Linked DNA regions of Zea mays: all the other regions are linked to region 3. Evidence: chromatin contacts called from public Hi-C data. All regions are on one chromosome and are shown on one strand. The core of a region is the stretch at or near the end of the contact, and the rest is flanking DNA. Distances in the headings are between cores, read along the strand shown.

Region 1 (4,941 bases), core at 1,362-3,861, 170 kb before region 3:
CCGACGACGACGACTGATCAGACCCGGCGCTGGTGGTGATGAGGTCGAACAGGCTGTCGTCGTCGGGGTCGGGGATGTCGATGACCGGTTTCGCGGCTGCTGCTTGCCCTGCAAAATACACATTATTCGATCGATTGACCACTGATGAGTTACCGCCGACACCTAGCGGTATACGTGTACGTACGTAGCAGCTAGCATGATCGTCGTCGTACTCGTACCGTACCGTACATACCGTAGGATGAAGCAGAATTAGCTGGCTTGTGGTCGGTGGTCTTGATGGTGCGATACATCTGCGGCCAAGAACAGACAGAAATCCAAGGATGACGATGGTGGCATGTACTTATACTACGTGCTGCTGAATGACGATCAAGCGTAAAAAAATAAAAAAAAAAACTGGCAGGGTTGACTGAGCTGTCGCCTATAGGAGTAGCTGTAGTACTAGTACAGTAGTACGTATCCAACTACGCAAGTAGTAGTAGTGCATTAAAGTCAGTGGGCCGGGGGTGTGCTAGTCTACAAGAGGAAGCAGGGCCGCCAAATGAACAAGTACCTAATGAATGAATAAGGCTGCTCAAGCTAGCGGGGAGGAGCATTGATGGCTCCATCAGCTACTGTGCAGCACGCAGCAGCGGCACAGCTCCGAGGGTAAGATCCATTATTGCGGAATGATGCGGGGCGCTGCCTGTACTTGCCACCCTCCTGCTGCGGCTCTGCTGCTCGCCTGCTCCCTGCTCCTCCTCCTGCGTGTGCGCATCGTACGCATGGCGGATCGATCGATCGTCGAGACGACGATGGCCGTCCGATCGATCCGCCACGGCCACCGCCAGCAACGCATCGACATGCGCTCCGCCTCCGCCCGGCCGCCATGCCATCCAATGACCTTCATTCCCCAGGCCGGCTCAGTTGATCGTCCCTCCTTCCGGTGTGGGGCATGTCGATCGCTCGAGACCTAGCATCGATCGCGCTAGATATGCAGGGGGGTGGTGGTGAATGGTGATACGGCCGGGAGAGAAACTTTTACTGCTTTCGATTCCAAAGTGTAAAATGACGACTCTCTCTCTACTATATACTATTCCATGCATGCATGAGCTTGAGCTAGCTGTACCATATAGCAGGCAGCAGTACTACAAGCAGTGAAAACTGTCCAGACCGTGGACAAAATTAATAAAGGTCAACTTTATCGTGCAAGAAATGAGAGTGTACGTGTATAGCTTGTTGCTGGTATATATCCTGTATGTAATAAGTACGTACAAAACGCACTGCTTTTGTCTCTCTTGCATATTGAGGTCTATATAGCTAGTACTCTAGTCTTGCTCTTTTGTTTAGGATAGAATAAAGAAATACCACTACAAAGAACAGTTAAGGTGTGTACGTTAACGAGCTAGAGAGGATGAACGACATTCATACGTAGCTAGGAGTAGCTAGCATATAGAACAAAGTCCGTGCAAGAACAACAATGCAAAACGAATGAAAGCTATCAGAGCTGCTAGGTTCTTCGTTAGCTGACATTAATTATTACCTCTGCTAATAACCCATTACACACACACACACAGAGTACAAGGACAGATATAATTCATGTAATGCTAACCATACAGCTGGTCGATTGTTCCCCCCTCACCTGCAAGTGCGACTTGACATGGGCCAAGGTCAGATCCTTCACGTCCATTAGCTCAAGAACTGACTTGGGCGTAGCTCCTGCACAAAGAGAGGCAGCATATATATAAGCATCGTCGTCGTCGGCACGCAACCATTCACCCAGCATGCCGGCTAGCTAGCAGCGACGACGTGCTAGCTAGCTAAAACGCTAGGCAAGGAGCTAGCGGCGCGTACGTACTCTCGTGGCCCCCGAGCAGCTCGACGGCGTGGACGAACCGCGCGTGCAGCGACGTCGTCCACCGCATCCGGGGCGCGCGCGCGCCCCGCTTCGCCGCGAGCCGGAGCGCGGCCTTGGGGGACAACCTCGGCCCGGCCGCGCCGACGATCGCGTCGTGGCAATGCGTGTGGCTCTGCAGGAAGTGGAGGAGCGGCTGCGAGGCGTTGTACACGGGGATGCCCCGGATGGGCCTCGCGGCTGCCAGGTCCCGGCGGAGGCCGCCGCCGCGGCCCTCCGGGAGGAGGATGGGCTGGGTGTGGTGCAAGAACGGGAGGCCCACCAGGTGGGAGTGGGAGCTCGTCGTCGGCACCTGATGGTGGTGGTCGTTGTGGTGCGCGCCGGCCGCCGCGTGGTGCCCCACGGCTGTCGGCGCCGAGGACGCGAAGGCGAGGGAGGGGGCCGTGGTGGCCGCCGCGGCCGTTGTAGTTGCTGTCGGGGTGGTGTCTAGAGCCCTTTTCCAGAACCCTAGCTCCGTTGGTTTCGTGGCTGGGGGAGGGCTGATATGCAGCTGCAAGTCCGGGTGCGCTGGGAACAGCTCCATTCTCTCGATCTCTCCTGGGATGCAGGACGAGAAGCCGGCTGCCGAGAAGTGATCGGTGGAGGAGGGTATGGCCGCGTAGGTGTGCGCCTGATGTGGTTAGGAAGTGTGAAAATTGAGGAGCGCCGCCGGCTAGTGTGTGTGAGAGAGAGCTAGCAGGAGTTGAGAGAGAAGGGGGAGGAGCTGAGGCGTCGAGAGCGAGGGGGGAGGGTTTGGAATGAAACTTGGAGTAGAAAGGACAGGAGTGTGTGTTTGTATTTGTATTGTGTATAGCAGTGTGCCCTGCCGTGTGAAGAAAGAGGCGGCGAGCTAGGGGATGAGGTGGCCTAGGCCCTAGGGAGGAACATATATATTGGTCTTTTCTCCCACACCATGCATCTCCTTTTGCTTTGCTTTCACCTTTCTTTTTCTCCCTCTCTCTTCTCCAGCCTCTCTTCTTTTCCCCCCCTCTCCAGACACTCGCTTTTTGGGGGGTGTTTCTTGGGCAGATTAGTGTGGGAGAATTACACTTTCGATAGGGATGTGTGTGTGTGCGCGCGCGCTATGGGAGAGGGAATGCAAAAGGTGAGGTAACATTCCCTTTTCAGGCTATATGTGCCTGGTCGCTCTGTTAATGGACACCTAATAATGCACTTTGAGCAGCATTCCCTAACTAACCCACACCAGCTAAAAGCAGCTAAAAACAGTCCCCTCCATTTTAAGCGTAATTAAACCTAAACCCTTCATTTTTCTATTTCTCCCAACTCACGACACCACAGCGACTGCAAGAGACCTCAGGGCGCCTCATTGTTGTTGGAGGACTCATTGTCCCCACTTGCCATTGTCATTTTGTGGTGGTGTTGCCACGAAAGAGATTCTTTCCAGGGCCTCGTCGACGTCGGAGTTGGGCCCAGTCGAGCTGTGTCTCGAGTCGTCCACGAGCTAAGTCAAGAACATATCTTAGCAGTTGGTCAACGACGACCACAAGTGTTGAAGGCGAGGCTCCCTCCGCCTTCTGTATGATGGCGTCGGCAAGCCTATTAAGGCGCCGTTTCTCCGCCTTGTTCCTGCACTAGTACAATTTGGCTCTATACAAGCGGTAGGTTTTTTACATCACAGACGGTTCGGTTAGAAAACCGCCTGTGATTGTGAAAATATGAAAATACAATTTAAATAAATTAATATTTTAATTTTTAACATAAATATGAAAATACAATTTAAATAAATTAATATTTTAATTTTTAACAGAAATATGCAAATACAATTTAAATAAATTAATATTTAATTTTTAACAAAAATATGCAAATACAATTTAAATGAATTATAATAGCACACATAATTAACTAGAGAGATTTTAAATTAATTGGCAACCACAATTCATAGTCGATCATACATGAAAACAAATACAATTTGATTCATACAATTTTTCATGAACTACCATTTTTTCGCATGTATGGCTTTAAGTTCTTATCAATTTTCTTTTCCACACGCTTGATTCTCTCTGGACCGTTAAAGACGAACATCTCTTCATACTTATTGTATTCTTCATCTTGGTCTCCCACATTCTCAACTCCAACAATTTTTTGCTTTCCAGAAATAACTACATGCATCTTCTCATCTGCTGGATCGAGTACATAGAACACTTGTGCAATACATTCGGCGAGAACCCACGGGTCATCTTTATATCCTACTTTCTTTAAGTCTACCAGTGTGAGTCCGTAGTTATCCACTATCACCCCCACGGGATGTTGTACCCATTGGCACTTAAATAAGGGTTTTTTCATGCTTGGGCCATAATCAAGTTCTCATATTTCCTCTATGAATCCAAAATATGTGGTCTTCTGTCCATGTAGGTCAAAAGCATCGATACGAACACCGCTATTTTGTGCAACACTTTTCATGTCTTTTGATTTAGTGTAGAATGTGTACCCATTGAGGTCATATGCTTGCCATGATGTCACAAAACACGATGGCCCAGAAACCAAATTCTTCATTGTTTTCTCTTCCAAAGAGTCTCCGAATGGGATGTTTTTGTCCATTAACCATTCGCTGAAACGATGTTTGTGCTCCCTCATGATCCAGTCCTCTGTGCGGTTCTGATTTTCTTTACGAAGCTCATCCAGGTGTTCCTCTATGTAAGGCTCAGCTATCGTGAGATGTTGTAGTACACTACCATGAGCACAATGTACTAGCTTGTAATCCTCAACGCGAAAAGTTTTCTTGCCCATTCTCCCTCTCCCACATAGTTTACCCTCATGTTTAGGTACAGGCACATCTATCATTGTTCCGTCACTGATGTAATCTATACAACTCTCAATCACTTCTTCTGTAGTGTATCCCTCCATGATTGTACCCTCTGGGTGAGCGCGATTTCGCACATAACCTTCCATATGGTGACAAACAACCACCGGGTACTGTCCTGTGCGGTTATTATGTATACGAATGGTGTCGTGTCACCTTCCATTACATGGTCAATCGTGAGGATGTAAGTTCGCTATCATTGCCTATGTTGCAATTTTTATGTTATATTGTTGCTCATCACATTACTCTT
Region 2 (4,849 bases), core at 1,701-4,200, 240 kb before region 3:
TTGGGAACTTCATGGTTTTGGGGCTCTGACGTTCCAAACCAGTTTAGGTAAATCAGTCAGTCAATTCAATTAATAAGTGCAAATAAGTCCTCTCTTTTATTTATGAAATAAAAGCAAGAATCGCCTTATACGATGATAACGGAGACAAGTGAACGCATACCCACCCAAAATGTAGGGACAAGTACAAGTGCTGAGACGTGTGAATGATTGTTAGCAAAGAAATAAAGAAATTAATGCAGAGACCAACAAGAACAAGGTATCGCTGCAATCTGAAAACTCAACGTTCGAGGGTTAAGGATTACCTGCAAGTGTAGAACCCAGCAGCATACCATGAATTTAAGAGAGCAGCAAGATCACTATCAAGATTCAGGTTTGTGCCCATATCAGTGCTTTCCTCCTTCCCAGTATCAGATTCATTTCCTATATTGAGGACAAAAGGTGAGCAGTGAGACAAAGTATATATGTGCATTACCTGGCGCGAGTTCACCCGATTGGTATTGCAAGGGCTGTGAGTTGTTGGCTTATTCTTCTTATGTGTGATGTGTAGGAAATTTAACTATTCAGCATTATAAATAACGCAGCAGTGGAGAGAGGATGACATGTCAGAAAGGGCCTCTAACTGAGTTGGTTAGGTGGTCTGAGTAGCACTCCTCAGGTCCTGAGTTCGAATCCCAGTAGCAGTCAATTTCAAACCGAGGTTAAAAAAGATTATTTGTTGGTTCCCCTGGTGTGCACACGTGGGATGGATCCTCATGTACGGGGGGCGGATCCTCATGTAGAGGCTGGGAAGAATCAAAGCACGAGTAAAGATCTGACATATAGGGGGCAGACCCTCATGCTGCACGGAGGCGTGACCTTTCTTCGGGGCTTCGATTGAGCTTCTTTCCCCTACTGGACGAGTTTTTTTTAGAGAGGATGATAGGTCGCAACACCTTACAGCTGTCAGGGGCAGGAAAGACGTTTCATCTGCCTCGCAGACTGAGCTCCAGTGTGGCACACGAGCATGGTATGCCACGTAAGCAAAAATGGCAAAAGATCTGTTCAAATTTCTCTCCAGTGACAATAACATAAAGGCAATACGTTCATAGAACTAGCTATTCTTGGGAACATGTTTTAAGATGTTTGCGGAAGAACACTACTTCAAACAAGAAATTACTTACTTTGGGCGCCAGGCTGTCCAGATATCGTACTTCTCATAAAATTGAAGGCACCTTCAGCAGTCTTCATTGCAGCCTTAGCAACTTGATCATCATTGATAGATACATTTGTTGGGACCTGCATGAAGTTTGAAACGCTAGGGTATGCACTGTTTGCATCTGGGCATTGATCACCTGAAAAGAATCATATTATGTAGTTTATTTAAATGCAATGGAATAGGCACAATACTTATGAACAAATGAAGAAGGCCCAAACTAGGCACCTACAAGTCAATGTTGCGCTGCAGCCAGCAGTAGGTGGCATATAAGCAGAACCTCCACTTGGTTGGCCAGTTGAACAGCAGTAGACAGATACCAGGGGAACATTCCAATTGCAGCATGATGATTGAGTGGTGGAAGAGTGAAGGTCTGGTGCTGTGGCACTATAGACAGGAACTTGCTGCTGTTGGGTTGTAGAAGCATATCCTGGTGCCTGATAATTCCAAGAGTTTGTTTGTTGAAGTTGCTCAAGAATGTTCCGACTCTTCTCCTCAAGCTCATAGTATTGTCTCAGCAATTCATTGTACTCCCCAGTTTGCTGGCTTGAACTCAAATTTCCATCAGCATCTGCTGTGAGCGTTTTAGCCTCTGAAACATGTGTCTCTTTGCCTGGATCAGTTTCCTGAAGAGAAGCTTGCTCAACTGTCTGCCTGTCGTCAGAGGGCTGCTGTTGCTCAACTGTCTGTGCGTTGTCACAGTTGTCATCTTCCTCTCTGCACCTTTAAAATGTACAAATGAAATGAAATTAAACTCGATCATGTCTTGGAAGAATGTAGCGCCGATACAATAGCACAAGAATTTTAAATTGGATACATAAAGGACAAATGAGCATGGCCAAACCATTAGGAATATCAGGTAGACAAAATAGCAGATGTCCTTAGAGAATATAATCCATAACACTCATGTTTCTTACAAATTGCATAAGTAATTGATGATTGCATGGCACTGTCGTCCCAAAGCATTAGTCGAAGCAGTTTAAATAAAATGTGAATGCCAAACAGAACAGTGGAAACAAATATGGGAACAGCGAACAGCCATTTCTCAACAGGGTACCCTTTTTTTATTGTACCGGTCCTAACAAATCACACAATTTAATAATCATGTAAAACACTTCATTTTCTTTTGGATTGGATATAGCATAGGCACAAGCGAACAAACTAGCTTACTACTGAATGAAGCTACAAGCATAGGTATATATACTCACTCATCCACTGCTCCAGCAGTAATGGGCTCTTCTTCTGCTGCAGGAGCAGCAGCGTGTTCCTTCTTCGCATCCTTACTTGGCGTTGCTCGCCTGCTCTTGCAATGCATTTCCTGCCAATCATCAACAATTAGCCCGATGCAAAACAAAAGTTTTTGCAAAGAGAGGAGTCGAATGTACATAAATTTCTAGTCGCGATGCCGGTAAGGTAAAACCTCAGCTCTTCATCCCCACCCAAATCCAGAACCCCCAGCCCCAACCACGCCTACACCCCCCGACAGTAGCCTGTCAAAGCCCCCTCCCCACACACACACACACACACAAACACAAACTAGCAGCTGCGTCGGCGATAGACAGCGGTCCGGGAACGGAGAAACCGGGAGACAAGCAAGCATACATTGAACGTGGAAATGGCGCGGTCGAAGGCGACGACCAGCGCCGAGTCGTCCCACAGTTCGTCGCCCATGCCCATCTCCGAATCGCGCTGACCTCTATCGCCCTCTGCGGGTTTCTCTTCCTTCCTCGGGCGGTCGGGCCTAGTGTCCTCAGCAGCGCCGCCTCTCGAGGAGAGTGAAACGGAAAGGCGCATTCCCGATTCGCGAACCGCACGTCTGCTTTGCACCCAGCAGGCCAGCCCATGTTTGGGCCCATTAATACGAGGCCCATGGGTTGGTCCAGCAGACTAAGTCGGGCCATCGAGTCTTCATATACTGGACCTGGACCTTCTCTACCACGATTGTTCAGCCGCTACACGGAACGGGCCACTGATAAAACGACCGAGGCGACGAGGCCTGTGGTTCCTGTGGCCTTGTGACTTTGTGAGTGTGACGTGTCCCGGCGCAACCCGCCAGAGAAGAAAAGAATCCCTAAAAAAGCAAAAAAAAAAAAGAAGAAGAAGAACAGTGTTTGCAGAACCAAGGGACGGAGCAACGCGTCGTGTCATGGTGGCGCGCGAAAAAAAAAGAGGAGAGGCGAGCACGACGCCAAGGACACATGGTCACGTGGACATCCATGATCCAGTGGGTCTTCCTTGTTCCTCTCTCTCGTACTACATTGCTGCAGGCGAGCACGGCCGTCCGTCCGTCCGTACAGTGCCGAAAATGGGGCGGTGGTCAGTTTCCGAACTGAGAGGATGGTGGTTATTAGTCAGTTGCTCAGTGTCACGTCAAGCGTGTCTTATGTTTACTTATTATCCTCTGTTTCATCTGCGGAAGTGTTGCATTGTCTAAAAATACGAGTCGCACAGGAGGTGACGTTTGTACACATGCATGCATGTCTGCTTGGATGGGAAAGGAAGAAGGTTTTCTACTCTTCTACTGCAAAAGTGTGGGGGCGGAGAGAGAGGGAGGCGTCTATTGCCCTATGGGCTATGCAGGTGCATGGGGGAGGGAAGAAGAAAAAGAAGGACAGGGGTTGGGGCCTGCAATGCCGGGCGGGGGCGGGTGGATGCAGAGCAGCATGCAGCATGCACGCACGTCTGGTCGCCGTCACGGTCACGGAGGAGGGAGCGGTCGTATCCGCATTGCATTGGGCGGCAACGCAGCGTTGCGCGTCCTGCCGCATCCTGCTGCTGCTGCTGCTGACACCTTCATCGAGGCCACAGCGCCCGCTGCCATCCTACCGCCCGGCACTCTGCCCGCGTCGCGCTCGCTTGACGTGATGAGACCTCCGTCCTCTCCTCTCCTCTCCTTCCCTCCCTCGCTCGCTCGCCGTCGCCGGCCACACTACTGTTGCGTCTGCGCCCTGTCGCTTCCCTAGGTAGCAGGCAGGGTATACTGCTGCCACGCCTCTACTCTACTCGATCGCTTGTTGCTTCTCCTTGGGGTGCTCCCCAATCATAGCGTAATGGAGTGCCTCATCATTCATTTCTGTGTAGTAGGAGTAGTTTTTTTTTTACTGCTCCAAGCCTTTCTCCACCTCTGCTGCATGCTGCGTGTGCAGTCTGAGCCAACCGCCCACCCGTCGGCCATAGATTCTCCCTAGGGTTTCTGCTTCTGCTTCTTATCAACAGCCTGAACAAGAAGAGCCTCAGCGGCTGTAGCTGCTACCACCTCAATTTGCTGGATTGTTCTATGTAGTAGTATTATCCGTTACTTACAGGCTAGTGTAGACTTTGGTAGCGTTAATAATTTGTCATAGCTTATTAAATCCAAACAAAACTTTAATAAAACTCTCGCTGGCACTGTCTTTAGTAGAATAATACCAATTCATTTTGCTAGACCAGTCAAAATTCTTGCTGTAGTAAATAACAGTGCGTGGCATGTGGGATCGAGTCCTCCAGCCCCGACCGACCGACTGCTTGGTGCTTGCTGCATTGGTCGCGCCAGGACGGTTCCATACACTAGCTACCAGTGACAACCACGTGCTAGCTGCGATACTGCGAACGCTAGCGGTGGTAGCTTTTCATGCACTGCTTCAAAGTCAGTGCCAATTCGAACGCAGGCGGGAACAA
Region 3 (4,884 bases), core at 590-3,089:
ACCATGCAATAACCAATGCAACTAAGTACGAGTGAGAAGGTGCACGTGTCAAAGAAACACTCAAGGAGGCATCCACGGTCTAAGAGGTCACGGGCGCAGTGGTGGACGTGTCCCAAGAAGTGACATACAATAAGAGAAAATACCCCAATGCCAAGTTTGCGACAAAATGGATCATATTGCAATAGAATATCATTTTTATGAAAATTATGTTCCAGATGATAGATATGCAGGGGCGACTACCACGTCCTATGGTATAGACTTCAATTGGTACACAGATATCGAGGCTATAAATCACATCTCATGCAAACTTGATAAAATGGTGTAGGATCGACAAGCAGAAGGGACATGATCAAATCTGCACTATTGATAGAGCATGTATGAATATTAGTCACATCAGTGAATCAGTTGTTAATACCTGTAGTCATAGTCTTAATATAGACAACATTCTTTATATTCCTGAAGCCACAAAAATTGTCTCTATTCATAAATTGGTTTCTGATAATTCAACTTTTCTTGAATACCATATTAACTATTTTATTATCAAGGATCGGGCCATGAGGAATGATTACACTAAGTGTTGCTTTTGTAGCTCTTAGGAAATTGTTCAACATCACTTTTTGATTGTCATGTCGCAAGGTCCTTTTGGAGTTCAATTTTTGTTGTCTTCAGTATTCAACCACCTACTATGGTAGCTCATATGTTTGGCTATTGGTTGATGACTTTCTCTTCTAAGCTTACAGATCATATTTTAATAAGGGTTGCAACTCTATATTAGACAATTTGGTTGGATAGAAATGACATTGTTTTGAAAAGGCCGCTTCTATCTATGTCATTCTTGCAGGTCATTTTCAAAAGGGTATACACCGGATCAAGCAATGGTTTGAACTATCCAAAGAGGAAGATATAACTCCACTAAAGGATGGATGTCGATGTTTTCAACAAGTTTGGATGGAGAAATAGATACCAAATAAAAGCTGGAGGCTTTAGGCTAAGTAGTTGCTCTTTAGCTGCCCGAGTCGAACGGGTGACGCGAGCGAGATAAAAAAATTAGGCGGTTGTTTGGTTCTATACCTATGATGTCAAAAATTGCCACACAATTTCATGCCACACTTGTCTAAGATGTCTAAGGTTAGACGCTTAAATTATGCGCCACAATTTGTCACGTCTAAAGGAATCTTGCCACATTTTTACCGGTCATCGATGAGTGAGACCTACGTAGAAGGAGAAAATTTTTACCACAACTGTGAAAAGTTAGACAGCAAACCAAACAACACCTAGATAGGTCAATTGTTGCTCGTGTGCGCCCTAAGAGTTTAGGGACTGACATAACACAACTGGACAAGTTACTCATTAGCAATGTAGCCCAACGTAGTACCAGTATCTTCCAAGCGGATAGGAAAGGGGTGGATCTCCTACATTTGCCAGAGAGCGGTGTGGATTTTAAATAGTTAATTTGGATGGGAATATTATATTACGAGTAATAATTTGTGTGGAGTAACTACAAGCCTGCCCCGGTCCCGCGTGAGCCTGTCGAACCACTGCGCGCCGTTACGTCTCGTGATCTAGCGCGCGGCAAGCTCGCTGGCACACTGTGGCTTCACATGGAGAAAAGGCTGAAGGATCTGGATATCGACAAGTAAAGATTCAATCAGTACGAGATTCCATGGATTTCCCATTCAGTGAACAATACGGCCGGAGTACAGCACTTTCTTTTTCGCCGTCATAAATGGCGGCCAGATAGCACGGGCTAGGAAGCACGGCATGACGCCCCTCCCGGTCCCAGTCGTCGATCAAAATTGTTAGCGATAACTCAGCGTCACCGTGCTCAAACTCAAAGCCTCGATATATACGCTCGAGACAGCGCGCGCCTCTCTCCTTATTGCTCACCCCAAAGCAAAGCAATCACGAGCAATGGGCGAGATAGGCACGGACCACCGCGGCCTAGCCGAGGCCGAGGCCGGCGTCGGCGGCAAGGAGGAGGGCATCGTCCTCGGCGGCCACGAGGAGGAGGAGGAGACTTCGCCGGTGGAGCAGGTGCGGCTGACGGTGCCGTCGACGGACGACCCGTCGCTGCCGGTGTGGACGTTCCGGATGTGGAGCATCGGGCTGCTGTCGTGCGCGCTCATGAGCTTCCTCAACCAGTTCTTCTCGTACCGGACGGAGCCGCTGATCGTGACGCAGATCACGGTGCAGGTGGCGTCGCTGCCGCTGGGCCACTTCATGGCCCGCGCGCTGCCGCGCGCCAGGTTCCGGGCGCCCGCGCTGCTGGGCGGCGGGGAGTGGAGCCTCAACCCGGGGCCCTTCAACGTCAAGGAGCACGTGCTCATCTCCATCTTCGCCAACGCCGGCTTCGCGTTCGGCAACGGCAGCGCCTACGCCGTCGCCATCATCGACATCATCCGCGCCTTCTACCACCGCCACATCTCCTTCTTCACCGCCTGGCTCCTCGTCGTCACCACGCAGGTTGATGCTACGACCAGGCCAGCTCTATTATCGTTCTCATCCCCCCCATATATATCAGCTAGCTGACAGTTAATTAACTGCATGGAATTTCTCACTCTCGCTTCAATGGCTCGCTGGCTTCAAGGTGCTCGGGTACGGGTGGGCAGGGCTGCTGCGCAAGTACGTGGTGCAGCCGGCGCACATGTGGTGGCCGGGCACGCTCGTCCAGGTCTCCCTCTTCCGGTGAGCCACCACACTTTTTAATCCTTATTACGCTATTTTACTTGGGTTCCAGTAAAATTTCACTGCCGCGTTCTTCAGCTGGGTTTTGGTTAACGTTAGTGGTTGGATTTTCGGAAGGCGCGCGCCGCGAGACCACCAACGCGTTATTTGGCATTTTTAAATTTTACTGTTCTTCACCTCTGGTTGCGGTTGGTAAATCCTACAGCTGCACACGCATTGGCGCCTCGTGCGCATCCGTAGGTTTGCACAGCGCATCTAGTCTAACAGTACCTGTAAATATATTTTTTTTAGCTTTGCACAGAGCATGAGTATTATTAGTATTTATTAACCTATAACTAAGTACTAAAATAAGATCATCTCTAATAGTTCGTATATAAAATCAATCCAAACAACAACAAATTAAGAGTGAAGTGGCTTTGTTCTAGTGCACTCTGGAAGACTGGAACCAAACACATGCTACTCCCTCCCGTTTGCGGCTGTGCTTCAGTGATGGGTTATGGATTGGCTGCCCAAGCGCTGATACATGCTAGATCATCATGGAATCCCCGACTATTACACCGTTCAGTGGCTGGAAAGAAAATTTTGACCTGTGACCACATGTCCCCACCGCCCCCACGCGCCAATGATTAAAGTCCCCATGACAAGGACCGCAGTGGAGGAGGCCAAAGCAGCCTTCTGGCTCCATGCATGCCCCACGCACGCGCGTAGCGTTCGTTCCCTCGCTGGATTCCTTCTTCCATGGACTCCCAAGTCCACGGGGACAGCGATTGGGCGTCTTTTTCCGCCTCGTTTTTTTTTTCTGACAGTTCTTGACAACACTCTGCATGGTTTCTGCGCGAATACGACCCTGTACGTTACCCTCTGCGAGTTCTGACCGAGAGGAGGAGACTGGAGGGGCAGGCCAGGGGCGGAGACCTTGCGTACTGTAGCTGCGTTGCATGTCTGTCACGAACCTGTGTGTGTGCGATCGAGTCGGCAAGTGGGTGGATTGGATTTCAGAAGCTCACTGCTCGTGCCTTGGGAAGGCGCAGAGGTGCCTTGCACAGTTGCACTTGCACATGCTTACAGCCTTCCTGATCCTGCCCATACGCGCGCGCGATGGGCTCCAACTTGGATTTGCTTTACATACTGACAGCAAATAAAAAAAGAGAGAAGATGCTGTGGGTTTGGATGGGAATCGGAACTAAACAAACCATGTAGGTTAGTGGTTACGTTATGCCGTTGCGAAGGGATCCGAGATCATATATGCTAGGTTGCTAGCTGATCAGTTCAGAGACTGTCGGCTGCACACACATACAGTATAATGCGAGGCAGAGAAAACTGAAACGTGCTACCTCTGACCCAAAGATAATCTAATCCTATATGTTTAGATCAACTCATTTTTTTAGATTTATAAAAAAAATAGCATTAACATTTATATGAAATAGATAATTATAAAAGACACATTTTTTTATCATTCTAATTTTTTGTTAAGTGATTTCAAAATGGATGATCGTTAGTAACAGTACCACTGATCACGTGTCTTCGTTTTTTTTGTTTTTTTTTGAACTAGGGCATTGCACGAGAAGGACGAATCCGCCAAAGCCTCGCGCCAGATCTCTCGCTCCAAGTTCTTCCTGGTGGTGCTGGCGTGCAGCTTCGCCTGGTACGCCGTGCCGGGCTACCTCTTCCCGACGCTGACGTCCATCTCGTGGGTGTGCTGGGTCTTCTCCAGGTCCGTGACGGCGCAGCAGCTGGGGTCGGGCATGAGCGGCCTCGGCCTCGGCGCCTTCACGCTCGACTGGTCCACCGTCTCCTCCTTCCTCTTCAGCCCCCTCATCTCGCCCTTCTTCGCTACCGCCAACATCTTCTTTGGCTACGTGTTCTTCGTCTACGTCATCATGCCTGCAGCGTACTGGGGGTTTGACTTGTACAGCGCCAAGACGTTCCCCATCTTTTCCTCGCACCTGTTCATGTCGAACGGCAGCAGCTACGACGTCCAATCGATCGTGAACAACCGGTTTGAGCTTGACCTGGACGCTTATGGTAAGAACGGCAAAGTCAGCCTCAGCGTGTTCTTTGCACTCAGTTACGGCTTCAGCTTCGCCACCATTGCCGCCACCATCACTCATGTCGGGCTCTTCTATGGAAAGTACGTATGGCATCTCCAGTTGATCCACGAGCAGATAAAAAATGAGTCTTAGCTATAGCTACATGTGG

What was found. A called contact is a pair of places that touch in the nucleus more often than the background predicts.
Region 1: a Hi-C map of leaf shows a contact between it and region 3, with 4 times the contacts expected there. The contact joins the promoter of LOC100384098 here to the promoter of LOC100285726 in region 3. A contact is called at or near these places in 2 of 25 Hi-C or Micro-C datasets (bundle sheath and leaf).
Region 2: a contact with region 3 is called in a Hi-C map of tassel, with 2.7 times the contacts expected there. The contact joins the promoter of LOC100278739 here to the promoter of LOC100285726 in region 3. A contact is called at or near these places in 5 of 25 Hi-C or Micro-C datasets (bundle sheath, ear, leaf and 2 more).

The regions. Positions count from the first base shown.
Region 1 is chr4:163,291,774-163,296,714 of Zm-B73-REFERENCE-NAM-5.0, reverse strand. It overlaps LOC100384098, which reads right to left and starts at 2,611. Exons shown (of 6, transcript NM_001321767.1): 1 at 1,835-2,611; 2 at 1,619-1,695; 3 at 233-290; 4 at 1-108. The coding sequence starts at 2,414.
Region 2 is chr4:163,358,272-163,363,120 of Zm-B73-REFERENCE-NAM-5.0, reverse strand. It overlaps LOC100278739, which reads right to left and starts at 2,950. Exons shown (of 6, transcript NM_001151917.2): 1 at 2,795-2,950; 2 at 2,401-2,510; 3 at 1,425-1,915; 4 at 1,161-1,331; 5 at 303-420. The coding sequence starts at 2,869.
Region 3 is chr4:163,119,943-163,124,826 of Zm-B73-REFERENCE-NAM-5.0, reverse strand. It overlaps LOC100285726 (oligopeptide transporter 4), which reads left to right and starts at 1,839. Exons shown (of 6, transcript NM_001158617.2): 1 at 1,839-2,463; 2 at 2,588-2,685; 3 at 4,238-4,816. The coding sequence starts at 1,912.